Linked DNA regions of Sus scrofa: region 1 is linked to region 2. A link is a contact called in public Hi-C data. All regions are on one chromosome and are shown on one strand. The core of a region is the stretch at or near the end of the contact, and the rest is flanking DNA. Distances in the headings are between cores, read along the strand shown.

What was found. A called contact is a pair of places that touch in the nucleus more often than the background predicts.
Region 1: a contact with region 2 is called in a Hi-C map of skeletal muscle, with 4 times the contacts expected there. The contact joins the promoter of SELENOT here to the promoter of SIAH2 in region 2. A contact is called at or near these places in 5 of 47 Hi-C or Micro-C datasets (fetal skeletal muscle, heart right ventricle, liver and 1 more) and 2 of 2 datasets of contacts at active chromatin or transcription factors (alveolar macrophages and skeletal muscle).

Annotation. Positions count from the first base shown.
Region 1 is chr13:90,815,247-90,820,633 of Sscrofa11.1, reverse strand. It overlaps SELENOT (selenoprotein T), which reads right to left and starts at 2,225. Exons shown (of 5, transcript NM_001163408.1): 1 at 2,055-2,225. The coding sequence starts at 2,191. It also overlaps the pseudogene LOC102163661.
Region 2 is chr13:90,967,709-90,973,016 of Sscrofa11.1, reverse strand. It overlaps SIAH2 (E3 ubiquitin-protein ligase SIAH2), which reads left to right and starts at 1,479. Exons shown (of 2, transcript XM_003358611.4): 1 at 1,479-2,346. The coding sequence starts at 1,930. It overlaps LOC110255174 (a long non-coding RNA gene), which reads left to right and starts at 4,337. Exons shown (of 2, transcript XR_002337729.1): 1 at 4,337-5,308.

The DNA of each region.
Region 1 (5,387 bases), core at 976-3,475, 150 kb after region 2:
CTTTGTATGTAACATGCTCTCAGGATGATTGCAAAAGAAAACACTTTTATTAGTACAAGTTTGTACTTTTCTTTCTTTCTTGCCTTTTGTCCTTTTTAGGGCTGCACCTGTGGCATATGCAGGTTCCCAGGCTAGGGATCTAATCGGAGCTGTAGCCACCGGCCTACACCAGAGCCACAGCAATGCCAGATCCAAGCCGTGTCTGCAACCTACACCACAGCTCATGGAAACGCCGGATCCTTAACCCACTGAGCGAGGCCAGGGATTGAACCTGCAACTTCATGGTTCCTAGTCAGATTCGTTTCCGCTTCGCCACAATGGGAACTCCCATGCCTTTCTAATTAAAGGAAAAAATAAAAAGGGAAACAAAAACTAAGTATCAAAAGTTCAACTGATTTAAGACCATTTTAAAAGTTTAATTTGAAGGACTGAATGCCCTTCCCTACATCTGCTTATACATTTCCAAAACTGTTATATACCTTACTGTGAGGTACATTCATTAAATTTTTGTGACAAGTGTTCTAATTCAAGCACTTGTAAAAGTGTATTTTGGAAATGCACAAGTGAAACCAAAAAATACAGAATAGAAAAATTACATAACTTGGAAAATGTGGTCTTTTTAAAATTACTTAAATACAAAAATATCACACTTAATCCTTAACAGTATTTTTAGGTTGGTAAGATGACTGCCACTTTCTAATGGAAAAAAAAAATATGCAGAGGAAAAAAATCAAAACGGTCAAGCCATAATTCCCATTTAGTATCATACATGATGATATATGCCAGGCACAGAGTAAACAGTACAGGGAATGAATTTTTTTCATTCAGAAAGAAATTGCAGGGTTTTTAGTTTTCACTCCAAAAATAAACACCATCCTATTTTCTGATTCTCTTCAAACGTTACTTAAATTGATTTAATTTTAAAGATTTGCTTAGACTCCAAAGATTAAGCAAAAAACTAGTTGGGTAAGTAGAAAATCTAAACTTTAGTACCGTTACATTAAAATATGAAGTTTGAAAAAAGATGATTTTAAATGCTTTATGGCCTCTAATCTGACCATCCTATACTGAAATAAAGTCATCTTTTGAGATACAGGTTCTAATTTCCACAATTTTACAATTTTGGTTTTTATTTTTAATCTGAGCCTTTCAAACCTTCTCCAACACCACTTACCTTAGCATGTGCATTACTGCTCTGCTTCCAATACTTAACTAGGTAACAACAAAACCACTTACAGAACACCGTCGAAAACCGCCGGGTTGGGGGTGAAAAGGGTTGTTTCCTCTAATTTTCTGAATGTCCAAGAGATTTGAAAGGTAGAAAGAGATGCCAGAGCAGGGAACTCCCTGGAGGTGCGAGTAAGAGGAATGGGGGAGAAGACCCAGTTGTCTGGGAGCGAGCGGTAGTCAGAAGAGCGAGGTGCTCCTTTGCAAAGACATTTTGGAAACTGCAAACTGAGAACGAGCCTCCCGGACCCATCCATGCCTATTAGCTGTCAGAATCCCTATTCCCTCACCCGACAGTCACCCCGGCAGATCCTGGAGAAAAAGGCGTTTGTCGCTAGCAGGTCCCCCCCAACGACCTGAGTTAACCTTCACCAAACGGGGCAGCGACGCCACCTGGCAAAACCCGCGAAAGGCTAGGAGAAAAGTGAACCAAGTGACAAACGCTGGAAGCTCCTGCGCCGACACTGCGCCGACTCATGCCCACCACCGCAGAAAGCCGGGTAGCCATGGCGTGACGCCGCCGCCCGGTGCTCCAAGCGTCCCCGCGTCTGCGCCTTTCAGCATTTAACCTTCTTGTGTCCTCTTTCCCCACTCCTCCCACTGTATAAAGCAAAAGAGAAGTGAGCGGTTGTGCTTGGAGGCAAGGAGGGCGGCCTGGCCATTTCCGAGAAGAGCTCGGGAGAGGGCAAGCAGCGGAAGGCTGCTGGCGCCGTTCTTCCGGACCAGGGACGGTTAAGTCCTCTGGGCCGTGAAGCAGGGGCCTCGAGTAGTGAAAGGCGCCGGGCAGAGGAACACCGGCGCGGCTGGGGCCCGGCACATATACTCACCATATCTGGAATTTGAGCAGCGGCCCCGTGGCGTACTGCATCTTTAATCTCTTGCCAGGCACGCCTCCCATGTTGGCCGAGGCATCGCTCCGGACCACCGCCGACGCCGCCACCAGGAAAAGTAGCAGAAGCCTCATCATAAACGTGCCAGCCACTCCAGCCGCCCTCACACTAAGACTGCAGCCAGCCCAAGGCCGAGCCGGAGCCGCGAGCTGCTCCCCACCGCGCAGGCGCGATCCGCCAAGGTCGGGTAGGGAAGCAGGAATGCGCCTGCGTGTTCCGGCGCCCGCGCACGCTCTGGGAGGGAGAGCTGACCTGTTTCACGGTCCTGACCCACCATCTTGGATGTTTGCAGAGGCTCTGGGATAGAGTGAGATGATTAGGGAGGGACCTAAACAGCTGGTGGGACGTCAACGTAGCCTATTAATTATACCTCCTGACTACACCTGAGTTCCACATACACTTTCATGTAATTCGGACATTTATCTCCCTTGAGGCACTTAGGGACAGCTGTTTAACAGCTTTGATTCACGTGTGGGAGATACAAGAGAAAGCCTACGCCTTAAGATACATAATGTTTCACTCTTTGGTTGCGTGCTGCAGCCTTTTGTTTAAACTTGCAATATTGCTCTCGCCTAGAAGAATTTTTTTTGAAGACCTTTGGAAATCTTCAAATACAAGAAAATAATTACCTTAACTTGTCAACGACCTTTAACAATTACTGGCATTTGGGTATCTTACTTCTGTATAGCTCTAACCACTTCTCCACCAGAGAAGAAAATATCAGACATATTACCTCATCTATAGATTTTTAAAAGCATGTATCTCTAAAAGATATTCTTTTGGTGGTATTCTTGACCACAATACAATACCACCTTAAAAAAATTATTACTTAGTACCAAAATATTCACTGTTTAAATTTCCTGTCTTAATGTTTATTTTTTTATTGTTCATTTGTTCAAATCGGGACCAAAATTAAGTCTCAAAATTAATAAATGTCAGTCATTCTGGATCATTTAGCCCAGGTATTACAGTTATAAAATACATCAGTTATGAGTTCAAGAAACAGTAAGTTCTCAATAAATGCATATTCCTATAGTTCCTAATAGCCAATAACTTGAATGTAAGCACATGAACAAAAATTGTTTCCTAGGAGTTCCTATTGCAGCTCAGCAGGTTAAGAACCAACTAGTATCCATGAGGAGGCTGATTCAATCCCTGGCCTTGCTTAGTGGGTTAAGGATCTGGCATTGTGGGGAGCTGTGGTGTAGGTCTCAGATCCAGCTTGGATCTGGCTTGCTGTGGCTGCAGCGTAGACTTGCAGCTGCAGCTCTGATTCAACCCCTAGCCTGGGAACCTCCATATGCTGTGAGTGCGGCCCTAAAAAGAAAAAAAAAAAAAGTTTTCTAGTTCCTAGGAGTTCTCTTGTGGCACAGTGAGTTAAGGATTGGTTTTATCCCTGCAGGGGCTTGGGCTACTGGGTTTTATCCTTGGCCTGGGAACTTACATATGCTACAGGCACAGCCAAAAAAAAAGAAAAAAATTGTTTCCTAATTTAAGGATATAAAGTCAAAACACTTCATAATAGGGAGTTCGCATTGTGGCTCAGTGGTTAACGAATCCGACTAGGAACCATGAGGTTGTGGGTTCGATCCCTTGCCTTGCTCAGTGGGTTAAAGATCCAGCATTACCGTGAGCTGTGGTGTAGGTCACAGACGCCGCTCGGATCCTGAGTTGCTGTGGCTCTGGCTCCAATTGGACCCCTAGCCTGGGAACCTTCATATGCCACCGGAGCAGCCCAAGAAATGGAAAAAAAGACAAACAAACAAAAAAAAACCCCACTTCATAATAGTTGATTTCAGCTCAAACTTTAAGTGACTAAAAAGAAATCATATTTTAGGAGAAAAAGAACTGCAAAACCAAAGCCTACAAATGTTTTTAGTAATCACACTGATAGTGAGACTATTTTGTTTGTATTATTATTTGAAACTGAGTCCCCCTAAAAAACTGAGTTCTCCTAATGAGTATGATTAAACTTTCTAACTAAAGCTTTATTGTTTCTTGTCCTGCCTCTCTGTTCCCCTAAGGGTTGAGGAGTATCAAAGTGCAGATTGAAACTGAGCAAAACCATTTAGTGCCCCTCCCATGTACAAAAGCCCATCTGTGTCCTCTATTTCTTGTTTGTGGAAAAAAGACTTTAGTCTCCTAGGCTGAAGTTCCAAAGAGCAGACTCAAGCAATTACTAACTAAAGAAGTGAGGTAATGCAGAAACAAAGAAATCAGTCAAGTGAAAAAAGTAATAGCAACAGAGTTAGAGGACTCCTGAAGGAATATTTAATAATCCTATGCCTCACTCTCTGTTGTTCTGCAGAAACTAAGTCCCCTCCCATCCAGGCAGAAGATGGTGACAACATTCTGGCCATAAGGATATAGACCCCAGACTGGCTGGAACCAGAAGGTTGATGATTAAGTTTCCCCAAACATCATCCTGACCACCAATCAACCAGAAGAAAGTCCACAAGCTGGTCACATACCCTGCAACTGTCATCCCAATTCTGGCTTCAAAAGCCCTTCCCTGGAGTTTCCACTGTGGCACAGCAGGTTATCCTTCATTGTCTTTGCAGCAACTCGGGTTCTACTGAGGCAAGTGTTCCATCCCTGGCCCCAGGAACTTCCATATGCTGCGGGTATGGACAAAAAAATAAAAGTAAATGCCCTTTCCTGAAAGCCATAAGGGAGTTCAAGTCTTTTGAGTATTACCTACCTATTCTTCTTGCTTGGTGCCCTGCAATAAACACTGAACTTTTCTTACCACAACCTAGAGTAAGTAGACTGGCTTCGCTGCTCATGGGGCTCATGGGCCCAAGTTCCACTCAGTAACACATTCTAAGACTATTGCATGTAATGTGGTAAAACAAAGCAGGACCCTGAGGGGCCCTCTTGGTCACAAAAACCTTTTTGTGTCCCCCATTTCTAATTTGTAGGAAATACGTTTCATTCAGCTTCCTTGGCTTTCCTTGAGTTCCAAAGGGCAGATTCAAATAGGGGAGAAAGGGAATGCAGAAACAAGGGAGAAGCAGTCAGGAAACAATAGTGTAGACCTGCAGCAGGGTCAGGTCCACAACAAGTTCTCAGTGATAGTAGGATAAAGCAAATGAGTGATTATATTGCTATCAATGAGAATTGAACTTTTAGAGCAGGAGGAAGGAAACAGATTTAGGTTAATGTATTAAAATCATGAGAAAAGGAGTTCCCTGATGGCCTAGTGATTAAGTCTTGTCACTGCTGTGGCTCAAGTTATTGCTGTGGCTCAGTTTCGATCCCTGACCTGGG
Region 2 (5,308 bases), core at 230-2,729:
CTGGGCTCTAATAGAGTATTTCTTGGACAAGTTTTATTCACTAATATTTACTAACGGTAAAATTCACTAATAACATTTTTAAATAATAACAGCTAACGTTTAAGCAGTGCTTATGATGGGCCAGTTTCTTGGCATAAGTCAAACTCATTTAACCCTCACCACCCCACCTATAAGACAGGCACTGGGGTTTTGTTTTTTTTGTTTACGGTGGCTGTAGGTGATTTTTTTTTTTTTTCGTTGCACCCTTGCATCCTTTATGCTATGCCAGGGACTGAGTCCGAGCTGCAGCTGCGACCTAGGATGCAGCAGGACAATACAGGATCCTTTAACCCACTGCCCCACCGGGACCAAACATACACCTCCCCAGCCACGGGAGCCACTGCAGTGGAATTCTTAACCCAGTGTGCCACTGCAGGGACTCCTAGAGAGGTACTGTTTTTATTCCACTTTTTCAAATAAGGAAATTGAGACGCAGAGAAATAAAGAACTTGTCCAAAGTCACACAGATGGTAAGCGGAGGACACCGCTCTTCACCCAGGCCTGACTGTTGTTCCTTACCACTGTCTCTCCTGCAAGGAATCGCCTGATTCCCAGCTACGTAGCCCCTTCCCCCAGTTCCAAGGTCAGGGGCTCGAAGTAAGCAGAAAAGCAATTTAACTCAGTACACATTAACTCGTGGTTCCCTCCAGGCTACCACCCTTCTCTAAGGCTTCGGCTTGGCGTGCAAAACGAGTACCCACATCTTGCATCAAAGTTGTGCACTTCTGACGGGTCTCAAAGATGAGGCTGTGTTGTATTGGAGGGGGTCACCCACTGTCGTCGCGTGTTTCAAGACCCAAGCCACATTTCTGGCACTCCTAGAATCTGGCAATCTCGAACTCTCTTTTTAGCAAACACTGACCACGAACTGCCTCCCGGGCCTGCCAGCAAGTCAGATGCTTTGAATTCAACGAAGGCTTCGGCAGGTCAGATGACAACAGGAATAGTTTACCTCCTCCCCGCCTTAGGCAGCAGGACCAAGAAGTGGTTCAAACACATCCTTAAGCGCCCAGCGCTAGATCCTGCGCCGCTGCAGACCTGATCCAAGCCCCTCGTCCTGCTCCATGCCTAAAGCTCCGTGTCTCGACCCAGAGCTCCATCCTAAGTGCCAGGTTGGCGGCGCCGCACGCCTTCTCAGCTCTCTGCTGACTCAACCCGGGAAAGCGTAACTAACCTCTCGTTTTTTTCCGACCAGTCCAAGGACGCCCGCGTCCCGCCCCGCCCACCACTCAAGCCCCAGCCCCGCCTAAAGTTGCCCTTCTGGTTTGCGCCCGCGGGACGCGTCAGCGTGTCTCCCCGGGGTGTGGCTAAAGGACTTCAGCGACGCCTTTCTGAAGGGCGGCCCCCTCCGCAACCCGGAAAGGCAGATCCCGCGCGGCGGCGGCGGCGAGTCGGGCATGCTCACTGGCGCGGGCCGGGCCGGCAGCCCTGGCAGGAAGCGCCCGCGCTAGGCGGCCCCCGGCGCTGCCAGCTGGAGTCGGGCGGAGCCGGCGCCCCAGCGCAGGGTGGCTCCGCCAGTCCCCGCGCGCCTGGGCGGCCTCACACGTGTCCAGGCGTCACGTCCGCGCGCGCCCCCGGGGCTTGCGTCAGCTGCTGCTCCGGTAGCGGGTGGGCCGAGGTTCTGCGTACAGCTCGGCTTTGGGGCCACGACGCCGCGGGGAGGAGGAGTCTGGGGGTGCGGAGGGGAGTTCGGAGCTCCCGGGGCCGCAGAGATCGTCGGCGTGGTCCAGTCCCCCGCCTGCCCGGCGCCGACTGTCTTCACTGCTTGGTCCTGGGCTGGGCGCGGTGGCGTTGCCCCGGAGCCCGCCGCCCGCGGGGCGCGCACCGCCTTGACCCCGGCGGCCCCGCGGCAGGCAGGCGCCCGCAGTTCCATGGTTGGTTCAGAGCGCGATGAGCCGCCCGTCCTCCACCGGCCCCAGCGCTAACAAACCCTGCAACAAGCAGCCGCCGCCGCAGCCCCAGCACGCTCCGTCCCCGGCTGCGCCCCCGGCCGCCGCCACCATCTCGGCTGCGGGCCCCGGCTCGTCCGCGGTGCCCGCCGCGGCGGCGGTGATCTCGGGCCCCGGAGGCGGCGGCGGGGCTGGCCCGGTGTCCCCGCAGCACCACGAGCTGACCTCGCTCTTTGAGTGCCCGGTCTGCTTTGACTATGTCTTGCCCCCAATCCTGCAGTGCCAGGCCGGGCACCTGGTGTGTAACCAATGCCGCCAGAAGTTGAGCTGCTGCCCGACGTGCAGGGGCGCCCTGACGCCCAGCATCAGGAACCTGGCTATGGAGAAGGTGGCCTCGGCAGTCCTGTTTCCCTGCAAGGTAAGCTCAGGTGCCAGCTGCGCACTTTTCCCGGCGACCTGAAACTCCCTTATCCTCCAAACCACTCGCAGGCGCTGGGAGGCAGGCGGCATCTCTCTTATTTTAACAACAACAACAACAAAAGTTTACACCTTGTCCACCCTCCCCCATGCCCACCTGTCCACTTTGGGAGTAGCTTTGGGGTGACAGCTGCCCGATCACTGACCCCAGCCTAACTGGCACGCGATCGCTGTTCGAACACATCACAGCTCTCCCACCGGGAGCCTGCGTACTCTGCAGACGTGTACTTGGGTGTGCTTGGTAGAGCTGGGCCGCTCAAGTAAAACTTGGATCGGGAAGCTGACCATCTGTGAGGGATTGAAGAAGGGGAAAAGGGTAAACTAAACGCACCCTTTACCAGCACTGGCCTTGGAAGGAGTGGTACTAGATTCCTCCTGCATGGTTTTGCGCACCCCTGACACATGGGAGCCTTTTGCACACCCCTGACACGTGGGAGCCCTCCGGAATGAGGCTAAAAAAAGGGTACCTATAGCCTGTTTTCCTCCAACAATAAGAAAACCCTCTAAGCCATGCCTTTCCCTCTCCTAGCCTTCAGAGTTTTGTGTTTTGTTTTGTTTTTTACTAAGGGGTGAAAACAAGAGTTGATCAGGAATTTAACAGGAAGGGCATTCAGGAGCTGTTACAGTTCTTTAAAGAACATTGGTTTATTTTTTATTCAGTTTAAAAAGTTATCCATGCTCTTGAAAAAAAAAAAGAAAAAGCCAACTACTAAGACAAGAAAAAACAAGTGAAAGACCAAGACCTCTCACCTCCTCTCCCACCAGTGTCAGGTTTAGTGTGCATCTTCATAGGCTTTTTCTAACCATATATAAATATACTCTCCGCAGCTGAATATAGAACCCTAGAACCCTAGATGTCAGTGTGGGAAGGTTTATATATGCACACACAGACATAAGTGTTTCTCCAAAAATGGCTTCTTCAACTTGCTGTCTTAACTTCATATCATCGTGTTTTTCTATGTCTGAAACATAGCTCTACCTCACTGTATTTTAGAGGCTGTATAATACAGCATTGTGTGGTCATATGGTAATGTCTTGTTACTTAAAAATCTTCAGGAGCCATTTCAGAGAAATACCTATCTATATTACCTCATTATAATGTAGAATGTTGACCATAAAGTTCTTCTTCTAAACTTAATGTCGTTAATACTTTTGAGGGTTTGTTTGTTTGTTTGTAAAAGTGAGCACTCTGCCTCTTGGGCCATTTAGGCTGTATTGCGTTTCTCCTTGGTGCTGCTTACTTTTATAGGACAAGAGCTTATTTTTAAATTAAAAATAATCCACTAGAGAACTGAAGGCTGGGACTTAAGTCAGTAAAATGAGTGATTTAATTTGGTCTGTGCCCTGCCACAAGTCAAGTTTAAAATAGCATACTCAAATAAGGGTCTGAATCCATGTTTGGGGTTTTTCATCAGCCTTAATAAATTATTCTGCTTTCAACCACTCCTCATGTAATGCTTACTAATTCCCCAGTCTAGTAGTAGTTTGTCATGAAATTTAGACAAAATAGTTGTAGAATTTTCTTAGGGTCATGAAAACGTGGGAACCTAGTGATCATGAGAAGATTTGGTGATAGGTGACATAAGAGGTTTGAATTTGAGGTTTGAACTATATTGTAGGGGCTGGGTGAGGAGGTGGGGGATGCCCCACAGGGTTTCTGGGGAGCCATCTTCTCCACCCTTCACTTTCCCCTGAACCTTCAGTGGCCAAGAGAAGAAATGCCTTTAGATGAATTACAGTTCACAAAAGAGCATTTGATTCAGCTATCCCTAATATTTTTATTTTTTTTATTTTTTGCTTTTTAGGGCCGCACCTGCCACATATGGAAGTTCCCAGGCTGGAGGTCAAATCAGAACTGCAGTTGCCGGCCTACACCACAGCCACAGCAGCAGCCGAACTGCATCTGTGATGCAGCTTACGGCAACCCCGGATCCTTAACCCACTGAGTGAGGCCAGGAATCAAACCGGCATCCTCAGAAAGACTTACGTAAGGTTCTTAACCCGCTGAGTCACAACAGGAACTCCCCTAATTTTTTTTTTTTAAAGCAATATCATAAGAACACTGTTTCTCCCAAGAGAAAGGGAAGGAGACAGTTACTACATGCTGTGTTAAGTGTGAAATTTCACTTTCAGGATCCAGAATTCTGGTACCTACTGAAGCATCCATTCTTTCCTAACATGTAACACGCTAATAAAGTCTCTCTGGAAGAAGAGTTCTCTTGGGAATCAAGGGTACCCAGCGTTTCTGTATCTGTCAGTGATTTTTAAAGTTCCCATTCTGTCAGACTGCAGTTGGATGAAGCGGACACTTGGCAGCTGAAATTAAACAAGGTCACCCATCCCCTTACAGACCAGGAACCAAGCTTAGAAAGTGACCTGGTGGGGAGGGGTCACTTTTGCATGTATGAGATTTATAAAGCTGAAGTATGCCTGCCTCAGCTTTGGTTGATCAGTAATCCAGACCATAGATAGTAATCCCGACTGGCTATAGCTTAGCCAGTTAGTTTGGATCAACCAAACCTGGATGTATACAGAGGCCCAGCAAGTAACCAAGATATGTTAGTTGGGAAGGCTGAGAGCAATTTCAGGGGTGAGGCCTTTGGCAAACTTAGGCAAAACAGGTCTTCTTAGCCAGACCTTTGGCCCACACTTGTCCTGGAAATCATAGGGACTGCCTTGTCACTGTCCCTACCTGCTCAGAGTCTCTCTCATGGGCTAGCTCATGTGAGAAAACCCACATTGGGTGAAACACCAGAAGCCAGATGTCAGGAGTTGCCTGGTGCTGCCATTGTATGCCTGAGAGACACCCTCGGGGGGCCTTGATTTTCTCATCAGTAATGAGGGGACTGGACTGCTCCACTTCTAAGGACCTGTAGCTTCTGGCATTCCAGGAAAAGAAAGGA